4 separate regions of the Mus musculus genome follow, and all the other regions are linked to region 1. A link is a contact called in public HiCAR-type and promoter capture Hi-C data. All regions are on one chromosome and are shown on one strand. Each heading gives the region's core, a stretch centred on a gene start, on an enhancer-like site or on the middle of the called end of the contact. The rest is flanking DNA. Distances are from core to core; before and after follow the strand shown. Region 1 holds the start of Zfp637 (zinc finger protein 637). Region 2 holds the start of Efcab12 (EF-hand calcium binding domain 12). Region 3 holds the start of Rpl32 (ribosomal protein L32). Region 4 holds the start of D830050J10Rik (RIKEN cDNA D830050J10 gene).

Region 1 (4,590 bases), core at 1,121-3,620:
CCATATTTCTTTTTTTTTTAAAGATTTATTATTATATGTAAATACACTGTATCTGTCTTCAGACACCCCACAAGAGGGCGTCAGATCTCATTATAGATGGTTGGTTGTGAGCCACCATGTGGTTTCTGGGATTTGAACTCAGGACCTTCGGAAGAGCAGTCAGTGCTCTTAACCACTGAGCCATCTCTCCAGACCCTGTTGGCCATATTTCTATCAGAATATTGTTTCTTTGCCTTGTTGACTTACATGATGTCTGTCACTAGGGTTTCCCCCTTAACTCTGTCATGTGTTGTCTTCCTTTAGTGGTATTGGCCACAGTGTTAAATTTTAACCTTTTTCTTTTTTGGTTTTTTTTGGTTTTTTTTTGGGGGGGAGAGGGTGGTTTGTTTGTTTGGTTGGTTGGTTGGTTGGTTTTTGGTTTTTCGAGACAGGGTTTCTCTGTATAGCCCTGGCTGTCCTGGAACTCACTTTGTAGACCAGGCCGGCCTCGAACTCAGAAATCTGCCTGCCTCTGCCTCCCAAGTGCTGGGAATAAAGGCGTGCGCCACCACACCCGGCTAACCTTTTTCTTATTTTTGTCCATTTTATCGTGGTTGCAAACGTCCTTTCCTACACTGAGATCATGATCACATTAATTCAGTTTTTCTTCTGGGTCTTTTGTGGATCTGTGCTTTATCACACATTTGATCCACGTAGAGGGTCTCCGCATAGGAGGTCATTTGAGCAGTTTCTTTATCCAAGTAGTGAGACTGTCATAACTAATGTCACTGTCTGAATTATCATTCCTTCCCCTAGTGATGTAAGGTACCAGGGATGGAGATGTCTGTAACAAGCATTTAAATACGCACTGGCAGAACTCACCCCTAGCCCTCACTCGGCACCCTCCCCCCTTCCTGATGCAAGTGTTAAGATGCAGGTGGTGGCTGAGGACTATGCCCCATTTAAGATCTTGGCAAGAACCATGTGTCTAGGGACTCTGATCTTTCAACCCCAATCGTAACCACTCTATCAAATGGATCTGGGCCAGTAAGATGGTGTGTAGGTAATAGTGCCTGCTGCCAAGTCTGATGACCTGAGTTCGATTCCCTGTAGGAAAGGGTGAGCCCACTCATACTAATGATTCTCTGACCTCCACAGGCACAGCAAGACACCCCTCACATCCACACACTAAACAAAATGGGATCTTTTTTTCCCAAAAAATACGTGTACCCAAGTCCTCAAGGCTGTTAAGAGAATCTTTGCAGATTTATGAAGGAAACATGAGTTCTTGTCTCCCCTGATGGCCCCCTTTTCCTACCGATGCTTTGTCAACTAAAACTTGTCCTAATCCCACATCTGGTCTCACAGAACAGAGATGTCCTGTGAAGTCAAATATTTCATCCAGTCTGACACATGTAATTCTGGGAAAGGAACAAGGGCACTGCAAGAGGAACATTTCTTATGGTCTCTTTCATTCAATAGGATAGCTAAATCTACCAAGGGAAGACTCTGGGGGAGGCTCACTACGAAAGAAGTCAAGTCAGGGCTCCAGGGTGAGACTAATGTCCTTTAGAAAAGCTATTAGAGGCAGGCAGTGGTGGTGCACGCCTTTAATCCCAGCACTTGGGAGGCAGAGGCAGGCGGATTTCTGAGTTCGAGGCCAGCCTGGTCTACAGAGTGAGTTCCAGGATGGCCAGGGCTATATAGAGAAACCCTGTCTCGAAAAACCAAAAAAAAAAAAAAAAAAAAAAAAAGGCTATTAGAAATGCATATAAATAAATGCAGTCGATGGACGTTTAAGGCATCTTAAAAGAGATTTTATTGAATGGATGCTCAATTTCATCCACGCCCCTCTCAGGACCAAAAGGGCTACTCTCCCATCTCTAATAACTAATTTTAGAGTGTTCAAATCTCAACCCTTGTGTCATTAACTTCTTCAGTTAGGAAGACAATGTTAGTGTCCACTCAGGGAATACTGTTCCCTCGAGTTCCCTTGGCTCAGAAAGTCTCCCGGGCCCCGCGTAGGTGCCCTATGGGGTCCTGGAGCCGTCGGACCTGGGCTCCCCACAAGTGAGCGCCCTGGGTCGTACAACTAGTCGGGGTAGTACCTAAACTCCGAAGTCCTGCAGTGCCTCGTCCATCTTTTGGGTGAAAAAAAACTTATTACACGGACCAGAGAGTATTCCTGATTCTTTGTCCGAAATACTTGGTCCCGGCTCCTATAGGGAACCCTGAGTCTTCTGCAGTTTTAACGTCATAAGCATTCCCAAGCTTCAACCACCGCTCCTCCACAGGACGGCGCTCCCCAACAACCAGAAGCAGCCACCGCGTTTCTGCCGCAGCTCGGTCGCGGCGCTTCCCACAGTGCCTCGGGGCGCGCGCGGGCTCCTGGGAGTTGTGGTCCGGCGACGCGCAGCGTTGCAGCGGCTGCTACGGGCTCGGCGCCGGCTTTGTCTGTCTGCGGGCGCGCGCCGCTGCGGTGAGTGTTGCTGAGGCCGGGGCTGTGCGCCCGAGAGAGGGGGCTGTGTCTTGAGCCTGCTGCTCCGGCCAGGGCGCGTGAGCAGGCCAGGCTGGCCGTCCGGGCCAAAATCGCCAACCGCAGACAAGGGTGCGCTGGTCGGAGAGCGGGTGGGCCGCGGTGTGCTGCGGAAGGGTCCTGCTGCAATGTCGGGGTCCCTGGGAGGCTGGGGCCCCGCGAGCGTGGGAGGGGCCACAGGAAGGTCCAGCTAGGCCAGGAGAGCAGAGTTCACGCCTAGGGAGAGAGCCTAGCAGGGAGTGGCGTCCAGCGTGGGGGGAATTCATCCTCACCCAAAGCTCCTAATCGCACGTTAAATTGCCTCATTAGATTTTTCCCAAACCCTACAGATCACCCTGTCTGTCCTCCAGCCCTCTCTCCTGAAAAAGCACCATTTTAGGTCTTGGATTTGTAGGGCGTGTCTCAAATGTAAGAGATCCCTCACTTTCTGGTCCTCAGTTCTTCCGAGAGCTAGCTAATTGAGATAGTGTTAACTTGTTTACTAAGAGAAGAAACTGGAGTCGGGGCTGTTAGGTTGTTCTGCTACAGGGCATACACCGAGGGAAACAAGGCAAAAAATTCAAGTCTCTCGGGGCCTAATTCTGAGCTGTGGTAACATTTCTGATAGGAAAAGCAGCGTTTTGTGTTACGAAATCACTCTCTTTCAATATCTTCAAGAATTTGATTGCTCTGACTTGAACAGGTTCTTCCTTGACAATTTCCTGTTGTCAGTTGTCCTGCTATTAATCAGGGAGTCTGGAGACACAGCTGAGGCATGTTGGCTACTTCTTAGCAGGTAGAGGAGTTCAGGTATCTACCGTGTTCACTCATTTTGACTTAACCATGTTCTCTAGACACTCCAGAGACAAAAAAGTCCAGCCCCAGGGAGTAGCTACCATGTGCTTTTCTTTGTGAATCACAGGGGAGTTTTGTTGGCTTTATTTTTAATCAATAATATCTCTAAGTGAATGCATTTGCAGCATGACAGGGGACCCCTTTATAGCTTGTGTTCCAAGTTGGAAGTGAATCCTTCAAAGATTTCTTGACATCAGGCTATATAACTGAATGGATAGAAGGGTTAGCTATTTGGTTAATAAAATAGAAAATCGTACCATCAGATTGCTAATTCATTAAGCTAGGAATCCAGCATTTTGACCAGACATACTGAAACAAAGATTATACTGTACCACTATGTAAACAAAGTGTACAGATTCAGGAATTTGATCCTTAAATAAGCATTCCATGGGGGGTGGGGGGAGGGAGTGGTGGTTTGGGTTAAGAGCCTACTAAGAATTACCAGAAGGTAACAAGACCTTCTTTGTTAGGTCCTTGTAACTTGAGGGGAGCTGAAAAGGAAAGCTGGAGCTATTTCTTCCTAACACCAGTCAGGAAGGCTGGTGTGCTGACTTCTTGCCTGGAAAGTAGAGAACCCCAATTTTTTATCAAGACCAAATGCAAGCAGAGCGGCCCTTACCTGGGGACTAACAGTACAGTAGGCACTCCTACTTCTCTGCTATCTGTTTCCCTCTGCCTCCTTGCTCCTAGATTCATTTCTGTTTGGTCAGTCCTGCTATCTTCCCCACCCCCACCCCAGCCCACCCTGCCCAAACATTTATTTATGATTATATGTAAGTACACTGTAGCTGTCTTCAGATACACCAGAAGAGGGCATCAGATCCCATTACAGATGGTTGTGAGCCACCATGTGGTTGCTGGGAATGGAACTCAGGACATCTGGAAGAGCAGCCAGTGCTCTTAACCATTGAGCCATCTCTCCAGCCCTCCAGTCCTGCTATCTTTAGCCCACTTTGCAGTGACATTACCTCAGAAAGTCTGGATTTCCTGTGTTTACACTCCAAACTGATCTCAACTCTCAGGTCTGCCCTTTATTGTTTGTTTTTTTTTTTTTTTTTTTTGGTTTGGTTTATTTATTTTTTCTGTCCCTCAGGTTCTCCAGACCAGCCCATGGAAGAATCATATGAAGAGGCGGTGATCAAAGTCAGCGAGCAGGAGTGGACATGTTTGGGTTCCCAACAGCTACCCTGCTGGACTGTCATGGAAGATACGCCCAGAATGTAGCCTTTTTCAGTGAGTGA
Region 2 (4,874 bases), core at 1,919-4,418, 2.0 Mb before region 1:
TGGAGATGCCAGTGCCATGAGATGACCACCAAGAACAGCACCAATGGAGTGGAGTCAACCAGAGTCTAGAGTTCTACAGAGGGCAGAGCTGGAGATGTGGTGTGCCCTTTGGAGGAGCCTGGAAGATCATGTGGATCCCAGACATTGGAATAGGAGCTGTGAAGCTGAAGTTGACTTGGAAACCCCAAAATGTTAAAGATGCCAGAGCTCTGGGATACCTGTTAGGAAAGCTGCCCAGGAGAAAGAAATTTGTTGCAGTCAACAAAGATGAAAAAGGAGTTGGAGATCTGAAAACTGCTTTGACATCAGACATAGAGATGCAGAGTTTGGAGTTTGCCTAATTGGTTTCCAGTCTCACTTTGAGGATTACAGTTAAGGACTGGATGAATCTTAGAAGTGACTTTGAACTTTGGACTTTTAACATTGTTGAGACTCCTATAGACTATGGAGACTTTGGAAGTTGAACTAAATGCATTTTTCACTATGCTATGTTTAGGTGTGGCCTCCATAGACTCATATATTTGAACAAGCCTATGGCAGCCAGGGAGTGGAATGGTGGTTTGAGTAGATTTTTTCCAGGGAGTGACATTACTTAAGAGATGTGGCCTTGGGCTGGAGAGATGGCTCAGTGGTTAAGAGCACTGACTGCTCTTCCGAAGGTCCTGAGTTCAAATCCTAGCAACCACATGGTGGCTCACAACCATCCATAACGAGATCCAGAAGAGGAGAGGGGTCACCCTCTTCTGGAGTGTCTGAAGACAGCTACGGTGTACTTACATAATAAATAAATCTTTAAAAAAAAAAAAAAAGAGATGTGGCCTTGTTGGAGGAAGTGTGTCACTTGTGTGTGTGGGCTTTAAGACCTTCCTCCTAATCATGTGGGAGCCAGTCTTCTCCTTGTGGCCTTCAGATGAAGATGTAGAACTCTCAGCTCCTCCTGCCTTGATGATAATGGACTGAACCTCTGAACCTGTAAGCCAGCCCCAATTAAATGTTGCCCTTATAAGAGATGCCTTGGCCATAGTGTTTGTTCTCAGCAGTAAAACCCTAAGACAGCTGGCTTTTTGGTGCTCAAGGAGTTAACCCATTACTGCTGTGGCCTAAAGCTCTTGGCCCCTGTTCTCTCCCAGGATGTCACACCCACCTTGTCCTCTTTTCTACATTGCTTCTTCTGCTCAGTCACATTTCCTTTCTCCTTCCCTGACCCCTGGGTTCCATTCACCTAGTTGCTGTGTGCTCTAAAGGGCATGGTATTCCTTGAGGTTTCTCTTCCAGCCTTACCCATCCTGAGTTTCATAGTAAGGGTGTGATAATTTGAATAAGAATGGCTCCCTTAAGCTCATTTGTTTGAATACTTTTAGTCACCAGGAAATAGAACTGTTTGAAAAGATGAGAAGGTGGAGAAGAGGAGGAGGGGGAGGGAGAGGAAGAGGAAGAGGAAGAGGAAGAGGAGGGGAGAGCTAGTTGTAGGAAATGTGTCACAAGGGGTGGGCGTTGAGTCTTGTTTTTCTTGAGATAGGGTTTCTTTGTATGGCCCTAGCTGTCCTAGAACTACCTCTGTAGACTAGGCTGGCCTTGAACTCAGAGATCTTCTTGCTTCTGTCTTTTGAGTGCTGGGATTAAAGGCTAACAACCAGTGCCTAGTGGCTTTGAGGTTTTAAAAGCCCCCATCAGGTGTTCTCTCTCTCAGCTTGTGTATCAGGGTATGGATCTCAGCTACTTTTCCATACCTGTCTGCTACCATACTCCCTGCCATGATGATAATGAACTAAGCCTCTGGAACTATAAGCAAGACCCCCAATTAAATGTTTTCTTTCATAAGAGTTGCCTTGAAGCCTTGTCTCTCTTCTCGGCAAAGAACAGTGATTAGCCTATCAGGTGTTATCCCAGCCACCCTCTTGCAGACAGGTGGCCTGCTTACCACCCACTCACTTTTCACACCACTTCTTTCTAGTGCTCTTCAGGACTATGACCAAGCAGTGACAGGCTGAGGCTACCATCCTGTCATTAGAAGAGATGGTGGAGTTGGAAGAGAAAGCGCTGAATTTCCACTCCTGCATGCACAGGTACACTTTCTGATGTCACTGGCTGACTTTGCTTCTGTTTGTACATTCCCAGAACGTCACTGTGGGCCTCGAATGCTGGATAAGACCCCATTTACTGACCCTTGTGTGTCTCCCAGGAGCACCTGCCTTAGAGCCCTCACTTCGCCTCAGAAAACACACTTGTTCTCCTTCCCTGACTCACACCTCAGCTGCTGCCTTCCTTTCTGGCCGTCATCCTGGGCTCATCCTGTTGTCCTGGTCACTCCTCTAAGTGTCAACACTCTACACCAGGCAGCTTCTCCCACTCACCTCCGTGCTGAGCACCCCCATCCCAGCACAACCATGCCATCTTAGTTGTTCTGAAAACATCTCACTTCTATAGTTTACAGGGTCTTAGGTGTCCACGACTAAGATTAAACGTGTCCCCTGGTTCCAGTCTCATCTAACCAGGTCCTGCAGACACTTTCCATCTCCATGAAGAGCACTGTCACTTACCAGCGTCTGTGATCGTCAAGCCGAAAGTCACACGACTTTTTCTCTCCTCGGCTTTCTGGGCCTCCCATAACCTGGATGATTTCTTTTGCTTCCCACTATGTTTGGCCAGGGTTTCTGCCACATTCTGACTGTGTGCTTTGGAAAGGTGGCTAGAGAGACCAGCATCCCACTGCGAAGCATTAGATGGGTGGGGAGGAGGTTTTCGGAGAGCATGGGTCTTCTGGCATCCAACTCTTCTTGTTTGTTTGTACCCTCCACCTCTCAAATTGCAAACCTTTGCCAAGCACTTGTTTGGGGGCAGACAGCTGACTGTCTCCTCTCCAGGTCTCTTTTTCAATATAGAACGCATTGTTGCCCAACTGAGAAAAATGCAGGTTCCCAGGCGCAAGAGCCTGGCTTTGATTCCAAGTCACGTGACTCAGCCGGGTTCTCTAGCTAGGTCCGGTCCGGGCATAGGAATCCAGGCCGTTTGTGACCTTCTGGAACTCCCTATCCCACAATGGAGACGGCACAATGAGGCTTCTAGCCTATCCTGGAGCTCTCCAACAGCTCTGCCGCCCGGAGCCGGAGGATTCCTGTAGATGGCGTTATGAAGTACGCCCCCAGTTTAGCCGTTTGGTGGAAATAAGCTTCAGGTTTTGCAAAAGGCTGCTCAACCTGCTGAGAGTAAGCCTCTGTTGTCATGACTATAGATGCCCTACACCGATTGGCTGAGCGCTTCCACTTGCAAGAAGGAGGCGGGAGAACCTTTCTTCCCTTCCACCTCCCAAACCCGGAAGTCAGGAGCTTCGGCGATTTGCTTAGCTCTGGCTGGTGCCTCCTTTGGGAAATCATACATATGTCCCAGTCTTCCCATGGCCCCCTATTCTGAAGAAAAAAAAAAATGTCCTATTTTCTTGTAAGCTGCAGGTCCTTCACAGATCTTATCTTCAGGCTTCACTTTTCTCATTTAAAAAAAGTATCATAACTCTACCCTGGGTTCTGAGAATCCTAGTCAGTCAAGGTCAAATAAAAGACAGGTATTTGGTGCTATGACTGGGTGTTATGGTCTGGAATCAACAGTTTTGGTGGCAACCACTTGTATCCCAGCGCGGGAAGATAGACGTTAAGTTTGAGGCCAGCTTGTGTTACATAAGTCCCAGGCCAGCCAGAGCCACTCAATGAGAGCCTATCTTTAATCAAAGCCAGAAACAGGTTAGAACCAGTCCTAATAATAAACCTTTGAAATCTCCACTAATAGGTGAACTATGGGGTGTGCATGGAAAGATACATGACCCACACTACATGGAGGAGTCTAGTAAACGGAAGAATCCAGACTCAGGCTCAGGCCTTACACCTGTTTCTTCGAGACAGGGTTTCTCTGTATAGCCCTGGCTGTCCTGGAACTCACTTTGTAGACCAGGCTGGACTCGAACTCAGAAATCCATCTGCCTCTGCCTCCCAAGTGCTGGGATTAAAGGCATGTGCCACCACGCCAGGCTCAGAAATGTCTTTGAGTTAGCTAGTGTTAGTGGCTGTAAATGTGTTAAACACAAAACAAAACCATTTAATTAAACACTTACAAAAATGTGGTCTGGCCAGGTATGGTAGTACACAGGAGGAGCTCTGTGAATTGGTGGCCAGTCTGGTCTACATAGAAAAATCCTGTCTCCAAAAAAAAAAAAAAAAAAGAAAAAAAGAAAAAGTTTTGTACTGCTGGGCACTGAGCTCTAAGCCTTGGGCATGCCAGGAAAACTCAACTGCTGAACTACCCACCTGATTCTAACATTTTAAACTGTAGGTCACAAAATAAAGATCAACATTTGAACAAGTTCTCTGTGCTGGGGACCATCTTCACTAGATTTAGCATCCTCCTGACTCCCCACAACCCGAGGCACTCGCTTCTACTGGCCCTTCTGAGCCACAGCCTCTGAACACTTACAAAACCATGACAAGGCACCATGGTTTCACTGAGATGCGAGGGAAGGCACGGAGGTCAGGCAACCTTATCTCCTGAAAAGAAAGAGTCGCCCTGGAACCCCAGCAATTGGCCAGACAGAGCTCCCCTTCAAGGCGACCAGGGAGAGGGGGGTTAAGTGGCCCTGCCCTGCAGCCTTATCTCATCTCATAGCTGACATTTGGGAAATTTGCTTTGCCACCTAACCTTGGCCATGGCCCAGGCATCCAAAGATTTCTCTGGACTCTGACCTGCTTGTGTCTGGATCTCCATCCTCACTTTGTCTTCTCTGCCATACTGTTAGCACTGTTCTCTTCCTGGGAGGTCTCTACAGAGCCTTCTCATCCTTTTCCCTCCCCAGCACAGAGCTCTGCACTTATGTGTGTTCCTGTGATGTT
Region 3 (4,560 bases), core at 688-3,187, 2.0 Mb before region 1:
CTATAGCAGTGTTCCACACAGGACCATAAAGGACACTGAACACCCACTGTAAAAAGACCTTCTTCTCCAGTCTCAGGCTTCAACCAAGGGAACACGTCCTCTTTCCTCATAAGCATGCCCACTGCAGTGGCCTCAGTCTCACAGGAGGCAGGCACACTCCCAGCCAGGGGCCCAACTCACTTGTTGCACATCAGCAGCACCTCCAGCTCCTTGACATTGTGGACCAGGAACTTGCGGAAGCCGCTGGGCAGCATGTGCTTGGTTTTCTTGTTGCTCCCATAACCGATGTTGGGCATCAGGATCTGGCCCTTGAACCTTCTCCGCACCCTGTTGTCAATGCCTCTGGGTTTCCGCCAGTTTCGCTGAAGACACACAGGCAAGTTAGTCTCTGTGCAAACTGGCAGCTCTTGTATGTGTGTGCAGGAAGGGGACAGAATTCAAGGGGGTCATGTCATAAAACACACACCAAAGGCCGAGGTGTAGCTCAGTTAGCAGTGTCTGCCTGGCATGCACAGGGCCCTGGGCTCCATCCCTAGCACTTGCACTGGAATTTCAACATCATCTTCCATTGCAATTAAGTAGGGAGGAGGGATCAGTTAACTGCTGAACTGCTGGGTGTGCATGCCCATCCAGCCAACAGGTGATCTGCAGGCCCAGAGAGAGGTCTTAGCAGTTGAGAGCACTGGCTGCTCTTCCAGAGGTTCAATTCCATGCATGCATGTGCCTGGTGTGCAGACAAAACCCCAAAGATCTTTAAAATACAGGGTCAGGGTGCAGAGATGACTTAAAAGTGCCTGCTGTCAGACAAACTAAATCTGACCTGGACCCACAAGACAGGAAGGAGAGAATCAACTCCTTAAAGTGATTCTCCCTGCCCTTCAAACGCATAAATATAAAACAAAGTGTCATCTTTAAAATGAACTTTTTAAAATGCAGAGACAAGCGATAACGAGAAATGTGTGCTCAGGTCTTAACCCCCACCCCAGAACCACATACCTTAATTTTCACATATCGGTCTGACTGGTGCCTGATGAACTTCTTGGTCCTCTTTTTGACGATCTTGGGCTTCACCAGAGGCCGGAGGGCAGCCATGATGCCTTTTGACAAAAGTCAGACCCAAGTTAGTAAAGAAACTGGGAGGTGGGGCTGCGTCTCAGGCCTTCAGTGAGTAATGTTGCAGAGTGTCTTCCAATCACCAGCTACCGAGCAAACTGGGAATGGAATGGGTACCTCTGCTAGGCTTGCTCTCCCTCTTGCTTCCGAAGCTGGAAGAATACTAGCTACTCTCCAGACGCGATCCCAAGAGGTCAGTGGTTCATCTCACCCACTCCGAACCTCAAAGAACCGCAACCGATCTTACAGAACCCCAGCCAGGTCTCTCTGGTGGCGAAGGAGCGGCAAATCCCGCTCCACTAAGCTTCGTTATGTTTGAAGTGTTGCGCCCTTAAATACGCAAAGCCACCATGCACTCCTAACACGCCACCAGTCCGTCTGTCCCTCCCGGTCGTCTCAGAGCACCAACCAAAGGGTGCCTTCTCTGCTCCCCGCGCAGACAACCTGCTCCGCCGGGCTTGCGCTTCAGAAAGCATTTCTGCTCACTGGCGAGCGGCGGCAGCTCCCTGACTTAAGATTTCGGATTCGCCGCAGAAAAAGGCTGCTAACAAGCTAAGCAGAAAGCGGCGGGTGCCGTCCGAAACTCTCGGGCCGCATGGCAGCAAGCCCGCCCTGGCCGATGCCGGCCCCCGGGCAGACTCCGGAGCAGCGCCAGTGGCCAGGCCCGCGCGCGCTCGCCACTACCACGCTGGTGCGGAGGCCGCCGCCGAGGCCTCCCCACCCGGAGACGGGGTCCCGTCGAAGCCGCGGGCGGCGGATGGCCGCCGATACAGACTCACCGTAAAACAGATGGCAGCCACCTCGTAGGCAGCGCCGAGGAAGAAGGAAGAGGCGGCGGCGGCGCGCAAGGTATGATGGGACGGAGTCTTAGGTCCTGGCAGAGAAAAGGGAAGCACTTCCGGCTCTGGGTCCTCTAAAGAAAACTAAGATGTGCCTGAGAAATGATACTGAAAAAAACCCTAGTGGACTAGTGTTCTGTAGTAGACATTAACATCTTAGAGTGAACTAAAATTTATTTTTCTCTTGGGACTACTTAAGAAATTTGGGTTTTTTGTTTTTTTTTGAGCTAAGACCTGCTAGGTGGGCATTTATTTCCGCCCTAAGTGGAAGCCCAATAGCTTTTTAAATTGTTGGTTCCCGAGGGTGCCTCCTTGAGGCTGGGAGGTAGCAAAACAGAGACTCTTCGAAGATCCTTAGGCGGTTGGTTGAGCAAATGTCCTAAAACTTCCTAATATACAGATGTGCAAACCCCTGCTTATGAAGTGCTACTGAGCCTCCTCGCGACTTCTGTATGTTTAAATCTTCTCTACTTATGGTATGTACCTAATGTATTAATAAGTGATGGGTTAGCCGGGCGGTGGTGGCTCATGCCTTTAATCCCCGCACTTGGGAGGCAGAGGCAGGCGGGTTTCTGAGTTCGAGGCCAGCCTGAGCTACAGAGAGGGTTCCAGGACAGCCAGAGCTACACAGAGAAACCCTGTTTCGGAAAAAAAAAAGTGATAGGTTGATAATATTGCTAAGAAAATAGTCTATTGGCTGGGTGTGGTGGTGCACATTTTTTAATAACAGCACTTGGGAAGCAGAGGTAGGTCGAGTTTAGTCTATTTTGCTTATCTTTTGTTTTACAGATCATTGTGAAAACTCTATAATCTTAGGAGGAAATAAAACCAAACCTGAGCTGGGGAGGTGGCTTGGTGGAGCACTGTTGCTCTTTCAGAGGACTGGCATTTAGTTCCCAGGAACCAAGCGTTGCTTCACAACCTTGTTAACACCAGCCCTAGGGGATCAGATGCCCTTTTCTGTAGGCGCTACATGCATGTGGTACATACTCATACATGCAGGCAAAACACTCAATCACATAGAATAAATCTCATTTTTTAAAGATTTATGTATATGAGCACACTGTAGCTGTCTTCAGACACACCAGAAGAGGGCATCAGATCCCATTACAGATGGTTGTGAGTCACCATGTGGTTAGGAATTGAACCCAGGACCTCTGGAAGAGCAATCAGTGTTCTTAACTGCTGAGCCATCTCTCCAGGCCCCACCCCAGTCCCACCCTTTGTTTTGTTTTGTTTTGTTTTAAGACAGGGTTTCTCTGTGTAAGCCTGACTGTGGTCGAATTCACTCTGTAGACCAGGCTGGCTGGAGATCTTCCTGTCTCTGCCTCCCAAGTGCTGAGATGTAAGGTGTCACCACTGCCCAGCAGACTAAATTAAAAAATTTTCAAACTTTGTACAAACTCAGACAGAAGAGATGCCACTGGTGATCTTGACAGTGGCTCCAGGAGGTGGGGACAAATGCTGAATTGGGTATGCTGCCCCAACCCTTGTGCTTGCTGTAAAGGGGAGTAGAGACCCAGGTAAGTAGAGTGTCTTGTCTGGAGTGGCTGGGTCACAAACAGCAGGGCAGGACTGTTGCTCTCCTGTGTCTGTGTCTTGCCCTCCCTTCCCAAATGCTGCTTGGCCTACAGGCTATGTAAAGGCCAATGGAACATGGAAGTGTGTGGCTAATGGCACCTTACAGAGTACATTACATAAAGAGAAAGGTGAGTGAGTGAATTATACAGAAGGCCCATGAACTAGAGAGTATGGCTCTGATTTCTGAAGATTCACAGGGGTTGGGGGCCTCAGTCCTCCCCAGCTGAGGACATGCTACTTCATTTAACAGAGGACTCTCTTGCTGTCTGTTGTGTCCCTGTAGGCATTAATATCCCAGGATGAGAGGTGGGAGGTGTCCTGGGGAATCTGTCTCTTACATACTCACACTTCAAGTTTTCCAGCCCGTAAGCAGGAAATCACACGAGCAAGGCTAGTTTAGTGAAGGTTAGTTCAGCTCTAACCTAGTTTATTTCAAAACGGCAGAGGTCATGACAGATAGGAAAGCAGCATGTGTGTGTGGACACATCCACACCCCACTGTGGCATCAGGGGACACATCCCCGGACCTTCCCTGGGAATGTTTTGTTTTTTTTTTTCCGTATAGCTCGTTGATATCTCATGACTGCAGCTGGGGGCTTCTGGCTGCACTGTCTTCTGGTCCAGCATCCTGCAATCCACTCTAGTTGATGGAGTACACCTTGTTTGCATCATAATAGGCATGGGTCATATAAGAAAAGTCTTTCATGGGCCAGTAGTTCTTAGAGTGGTAAATGGCAGGGTAAGCAGGGGGCTTGTGTTCCACACAGCTGAAGATCGCCAGGCTCTGGTCCTTGGCCACAGTAGGCAGGTAGAGCCTCAGCTTGTCCAGAAGGTGACCGGGCCAGAAGTGATTGGGATGGGTGTCTGAGGGGCTTAACCTCTGCAACTTCAGCTTCCTGGAAAAGGAAAAGGCATAGGGAAGGTTGCTGTGGCAGAGGGACCAGGCCCAGGGCTCCTTCTCAGCAGAGAACATAAGCCGTGACCACTCTGTCCAGTGTGAAAAGCACTCAACTCCTCCAGTCTCCTCA
Region 4 (4,766 bases), core at 576-3,075, 2.2 Mb before region 1:
TAGACTTCCTAAAAGAGCAATTTGAAGTTAGTCATTGTATTTCCATTAAAAATATTTAGTCCTTCTGCAAATATCAAATTAACTTCCAAAACTGTCATGTAGCTTAATCATCAGAGCATAATTGACTTGAAGCCAAAAGCAGCTGGGTTCCGAGCAGTTGTGATGCAGGTCATTGTTAATCTTTGGATACTTTTTGTCATAAATAAGTAAAAGGTTCTCAGTCTTTTTACTACTGGGCCAAATCCCTTAAAATGCATTCAAATGCCCTTCAGTCAAGCCCTCTACTTCACAGGCACACAAGGTCTTTTCAACTATGGACAAGACCTTCACCAAGCTGCCTGATCGCACTTGAGGGCACAATCACAGCCTTGCAGACCTGAAGATAAGCCTTCAGAACAGAAACATCAGCAGGTTTATTTTTCCAAGTCTCCAGTCTCGGCTAGGTCAAATGTTGCTGCTGGATTTTAAACAGCTTACTTAGCCCTTGAAGTGATAAGAGTAAAACCAAACCAAAAGAACCTCAGTGGTTTTCAGTGGTTCACAGCACCAAAGATTTGGACACTGCTCCTGATGTCTTCACTTCCAAATAGCCACTTCAGCATAAGCCTTAATCGAAGGAGCTATTTTAGAAGAAGAATGTTCACAGGGCTGCAGACGTCTTAACAAAGCTGCAACCTGGGGACTCTGTCCAAAGAAAAGAGTCTACTACATAAATAGGGTTAATTAAAAATACTTTCATGCTACACTTCTTCAGGTGCTTTCTATAATCTGCCAATTTCTGTCTGTTTGGGGAATGTGTTAACCTTAGAAATAGCTGCAAGAGTATCTCCAAATAGGAACCAGTGATCAAGCAAGCACAAAACATTTTCTATCAATTACCAAAACTGGTTAGCAAGACTTAACAAGGTAAATTTTGTTCACTACCATAGCGGGAGGGGAGCAAAGCAGTAACCAGCAAGAACTAAACATTCACAACATGAAGTTAATTAATAAATGAACTAGTTCATTACTATCCATCACACAGACCCTTCACAAGCGATCAATTTTTCCTTTTGAACCCTGACGTCTGTCTTCCTGCACCCCACATTTACTAGCTGCTCCCCCAAATCATCCCAACTCCCGCAGGCTATGCCTCTGAGCCTTGGTGCCAGCTGTTCCCTCCGCCGACAATGTCCTCCCCTCTGCCTCACCTGGCGGAACAGTCCTTCAAACTCCGCGCAGAAGCAAGCAAGGAACCTCAGGGCTTCTCGACTCTGCACCTAACTGTTCTAAATCCCAAGAACACTTGGGAAAACAAGCCTTATCACCTCCGGTTGTTTTCACGCCCCAGGAGCTGAGTCTCCAACGACCCCACAGGACGCATTGCAGGCATTCAGACGTGCCCTGAATTCATTCCCCACTTCTATACACAGACCTGGCCCATTCCCCAGGACCCAGTTACGTCTCAACCGGGAAAGAAGAGATTCGACTGTCCCTCCTAACAAAGAATGAAAACCAGAGGCACACCCTGGGCCCTGGAGAGAGAACAATGAATGAACACGGTCACCTCGTTTGTGTCCCAACTCTGCATCCATGCACCGGCTCTGCAAAAGCCTGGGAGGTTGTCGCTTCACACAAAAGGCAGCCTGGCTCCCGATCGCGAGCATCCCGGGCCACCCATTTGGAAGCCCCAGGCGAGGTCGCAAGCCTTTGAGGCGGGACCCTGACCGGTTTCTCTCGCTGCCTTCCCCGATTCCTCTTGTCTTCCCTAAAAGGGTGTCACTTAAGCGAAGCAGCCCGAGAGGAGGTGCAAGGCCGGGCTCCCCCCACTTCTGCAGCCCGAGAGAAAAAAGAACGAGCCCATCCCAGTGACAACACAGTCACTGGGCAGCTCTGGGAGGATTTTTTTTCCCCCATTGCCAAAATATGAGGAATGCTCGCTGGGCACCGGAGTGGCGCTGGCACGTTTCCGAGAAACACTGGGAAATCTGAGCAGGGGTGTGGAAACTGGCTCGCCGGCCATGACACCCGGCCCGCGCCCGGCCCGCCACCAGGATGACAGCGGCCTGGCCGACCCTGCGCCCCACGGTCGCACCGTCAGCCCTGTGGCCTACCTGAGGGAGCCGGGCAGTGCCGGGTCCCGTCGTGCAGCGGCAGCGGTGGTTGAGAGAACGCGTTGGTTGCGGTCACATTCGGCGTGTCCCCAGCCCGGGGGACGGGGCCCCGGGGAGGCCCCGCATCGCTGCACTAGCGCCCCGCGCCTCAGGGCACGCGCCCCAAAGCTCGGCCAGCTGGCCCGTCCGAGGGCCTGCGGAGAACAACAGAGAAGCCTTCCCGCCTCAAGTCCGCTCGGCTCTAACTCCCGCCATCCAAGATGGCGGCACCAGCACCCGCGAAGAAGACGCTCTCAGGCTATCCCGGGCGAGCTAGCCCTGCGCTCGACACTCGTCTCCACGACCTGCGGCGCCGCCGGGCTCACTGCCTCTGCGCGAGCTCCTGGGCTCGGCAGTCCGCTTAAAACTCGGCTCGGGGATCTATCGCTCGAGCCTGGAATGTGGCCCCGCCTCCGGGGGCGTGGCCTCGCGGTCCTGCGGCCGCCATTTCGGGGTTGACTCCGTGGTAGCAGAGTGACTGTTTCTGGTTGGAGGCCAGTGGTATTGGGCTGCAGCCGCGGTCCGGCCACCCGCGAGGCCCTCAGCGGGCCAGACGCGCCTGGTGACACACGGCACAGGGCTCCAGCTCTGGTGCTTCCTCTCCGAAGTTGACATCCGTGGAGAATGGCGGCCTAGGGGTTTTGTGGGAAAGCCCTCATGCTATGTGAAACCTCAGGTTCCTCATTTGTAGATGGAGTGTTCGCTGTAGTACACCAAGTTGACCAAAAACTAAAAGTATGGTGTTGCACACCTGTAATGCCAGCGCTTGGAAAGTGAGGGCAAGAGGGTCGGGAGTTCACGGTCATATGAGCTGCATGAGACCCTGTCTCAAAAAAGAAAAAAAAATTAAAATTGATGCGACAATATGGCCCACCGTAAACTGAAGCCTGTTGTGCGTCTTCGTACAGCCCCCGTGGAATAGACACCTGGAGGGCAATGTGTATTGTCAATTGTGCTTTTTTTTTTTTTTCCCCTCTTTGAAATAGGTTCTCAATTTTATTTATTTATTGTGGTTTTTCGAGACAGGGTTTCTTTGTCTAACAGCCCTGTCTGTCCTGGAACTCACTTTGTAAACCAGGCTGGCCTCGAGCTCAAAGAGATCGCTCTGCCTCTGCCTCTTGAGTGCTGGGATTAAAAGCATGTGCCAGATTCCCTCTTAATTTGAGGCTGGCCTCAGACTCTGGTTCTCCTACCTCTGTGTAAGTATTTTCCAAGTAGCCATTTGGGGACCCGCAAGGTGACTCAGAGAGTAAAAAGTGTGCAGAGTAAAACCTGATGGAAGAGAGAACAGGCTCCTGAAAGTTATCCTCTGACCTCCATTCGAACCCGGTGCTACGTGCGCAACCTGCAACCGCATTTACAAATACACAGACAAGTTTTTTTTTGTTTTTTTTAAGTAACCATTTATAAGTAAACATCTTTTGGCATTTAGTGCGTTCACAGTATTGTGTAACCACAACTTTGGTTCCAAAACATTTCCATTACTCTGAAATAAAATTACCCACTAAGCAGTTTAGTTTCTCACTAGCTCCCACCCAGAGCAACCACCAATACTCATTTTGCTACTACAGACCTGACTTCTAGATTATCTTGTGTGCGTGGATACTTATAAAGTATGGGGCCCTTTATGATTTAAGTCTTTTCACTTAGCCTGTTTCCGAGTTCATCTGTAACACATGTGTGCTAATACTTCACTCCTCTTTAGAGCTAAACTATTTCATCAGAAGTTTACACCAGATTTTCTGTCTAGGATAACCATGGAAATTTAGGTTCTTTCCATCTTTTGGCTTTTGTATTGGTTACTTTTCTGGTTTCTGTGACAAGATAATGGACAAATGCAGGGTTAAAAAAAAGGGGGGGGGAGGTAGGCCCAAAGGGGAATGGCTAACCACTGGGTAGTGGTTAGGGCACCAGCTGCTCTTGCAGAGGACTTAGGTTCAATTCTCAACACCCACATGGTAGTCACAACCACTCATAACTCCAGGTGCAGAGGATCAAATGCCCTTTCCTGATCTCTGTGTACCAGACACATAGTACACAGATACACATAAATAGATTAAATCATAATAATAAAAGAAAGGAAGGGCTTCTTATTTTGGCTGACAGTTGAAGGACGCAGTCCATCATGGTGGGAAAGCCATGATGGCAGGAGATGGAGGCTGATGGTTGTGTCTCCCCATGGTCAGGACAGAGACTCAGGTCTTAGCTCACTGCTCCTTTGTGTTCCCTTTTCCTGTCTGAGACCCTCTGCCTATGGATTAGTGTCACTTTTAGAATGGGTCTTCTGATAACAACCCAATCTAGACGCTCCCTCAAAGACACACCCAGAAGTGTGTCTCCTAGGCGATGCTGCAGCAGTGGTTCTCAACCTTCCAAAGGCTGTGACCATTTAAAACAGTTCATGTTGTGGTGACCCCGATCATAAAATTAGTTTTGTGGCTATCTCATAACTGTAATTTGGCTACTGTTATGAATGGTTGTGTAAATATCTGTGTTTTTTTAATGATCTTAGATTGCCCATGTGAAAGAAAAGGGGATTGAGACCCACAGGTAGAGAGCCCCTGAAGCTTGTGAAATTGGCAGTCAGTATTCGCCATTACAGTGAGTGGTGGGACTAGAGTGAGTGTTATATGT

Evidence for each region. Promoter capture Hi-C pulls out the DNA fragments that hold promoters and counts their contacts. HiCAR-type assays count read pairs that join an accessible place to other places.
Region 2: a contact with region 1 is called in a promoter capture Hi-C map of liver, with 4 times the contacts expected there. The contact joins the promoter of Efcab12 here to the promoter of Zfp637 in region 1. A contact is called at or near these places in 5 of 39 promoter capture datasets (cranial neural crest, embryonic stem cells, hippocampal neurons and 1 more) and 1 of 115 datasets of contacts at active chromatin or transcription factors (embryonic stem cells).
Region 3: a contact with region 1 is called in a HiCAR-type map of astrocytes, with 3 times the contacts expected there. The contact joins the promoter of Rpl32 here to the promoter of Zfp637 in region 1. A contact is called at or near these places in 5 of 39 promoter capture datasets (3T3-L1-derived adipocytes, hippocampal neurons, liver and 1 more) and 1 of 115 datasets of contacts at active chromatin or transcription factors (astrocytes).
Region 4: a promoter capture Hi-C map of liver shows a contact between it and region 1, with 2.4 times the contacts expected there. The contact joins the promoter of D830050J10Rik here to the promoter of Zfp637 in region 1. A contact is called at or near these places in 4 of 39 promoter capture datasets (hippocampal neurons, liver, pre-B cells and 1 more) and 1 of 115 datasets of contacts at active chromatin or transcription factors (large pre-B cells).

The regions. Positions count from the first base shown.
Region 1 is chr6:117,838,811-117,843,400 of GRCm38.p6, forward strand. It overlaps Zfp637 (zinc finger protein 637), which reads left to right and starts at 2,371. Exons shown (of 3, transcript NM_177684.3): 1 at 2,371-2,458; 2 at 4,443-4,582. The coding sequence starts at 4,513.
Region 2 is chr6:115,835,244-115,840,117 of GRCm38.p6, forward strand. It overlaps Efcab12 (EF-hand calcium binding domain 12), which reads right to left and starts at 3,169. Exons shown (of 9, transcript NM_001110506.1): 1 at 2,541-3,169. The coding sequence starts at 2,889.
Region 3 is chr6:115,806,806-115,811,365 of GRCm38.p6, forward strand. Rpl32 (ribosomal protein L32) reads right to left here and starts at 1,938. Exons shown (of 4, transcript NM_172086.2): 1 at 1,893-1,938; 2 at 997-1,097; 3 at 181-362. The coding sequence starts at 1,092. Snora7a (small nucleolar RNA, H/ACA box 7A) reads right to left here and starts at 1,298; the gene lies at 1,170-1,298. Efcab12 (EF-hand calcium binding domain 12) reads right to left here. Exons shown (of 9, transcript NM_001110506.1): 9 at 3,924-4,428. The coding sequence ends at 4,173.
Region 4 is chr6:115,674,143-115,678,908 of GRCm38.p6, forward strand. It overlaps D830050J10Rik (RIKEN cDNA D830050J10 gene), which reads left to right and starts at 1,826. Exons shown (of 1, transcript NR_152134.1): 1 at 1,826-4,225. Raf1 (v-raf-leukemia viral oncogene 1) reads right to left here and starts at 2,493. Exons shown (of 17, transcript NM_029780.4): 1 at 2,094-2,493.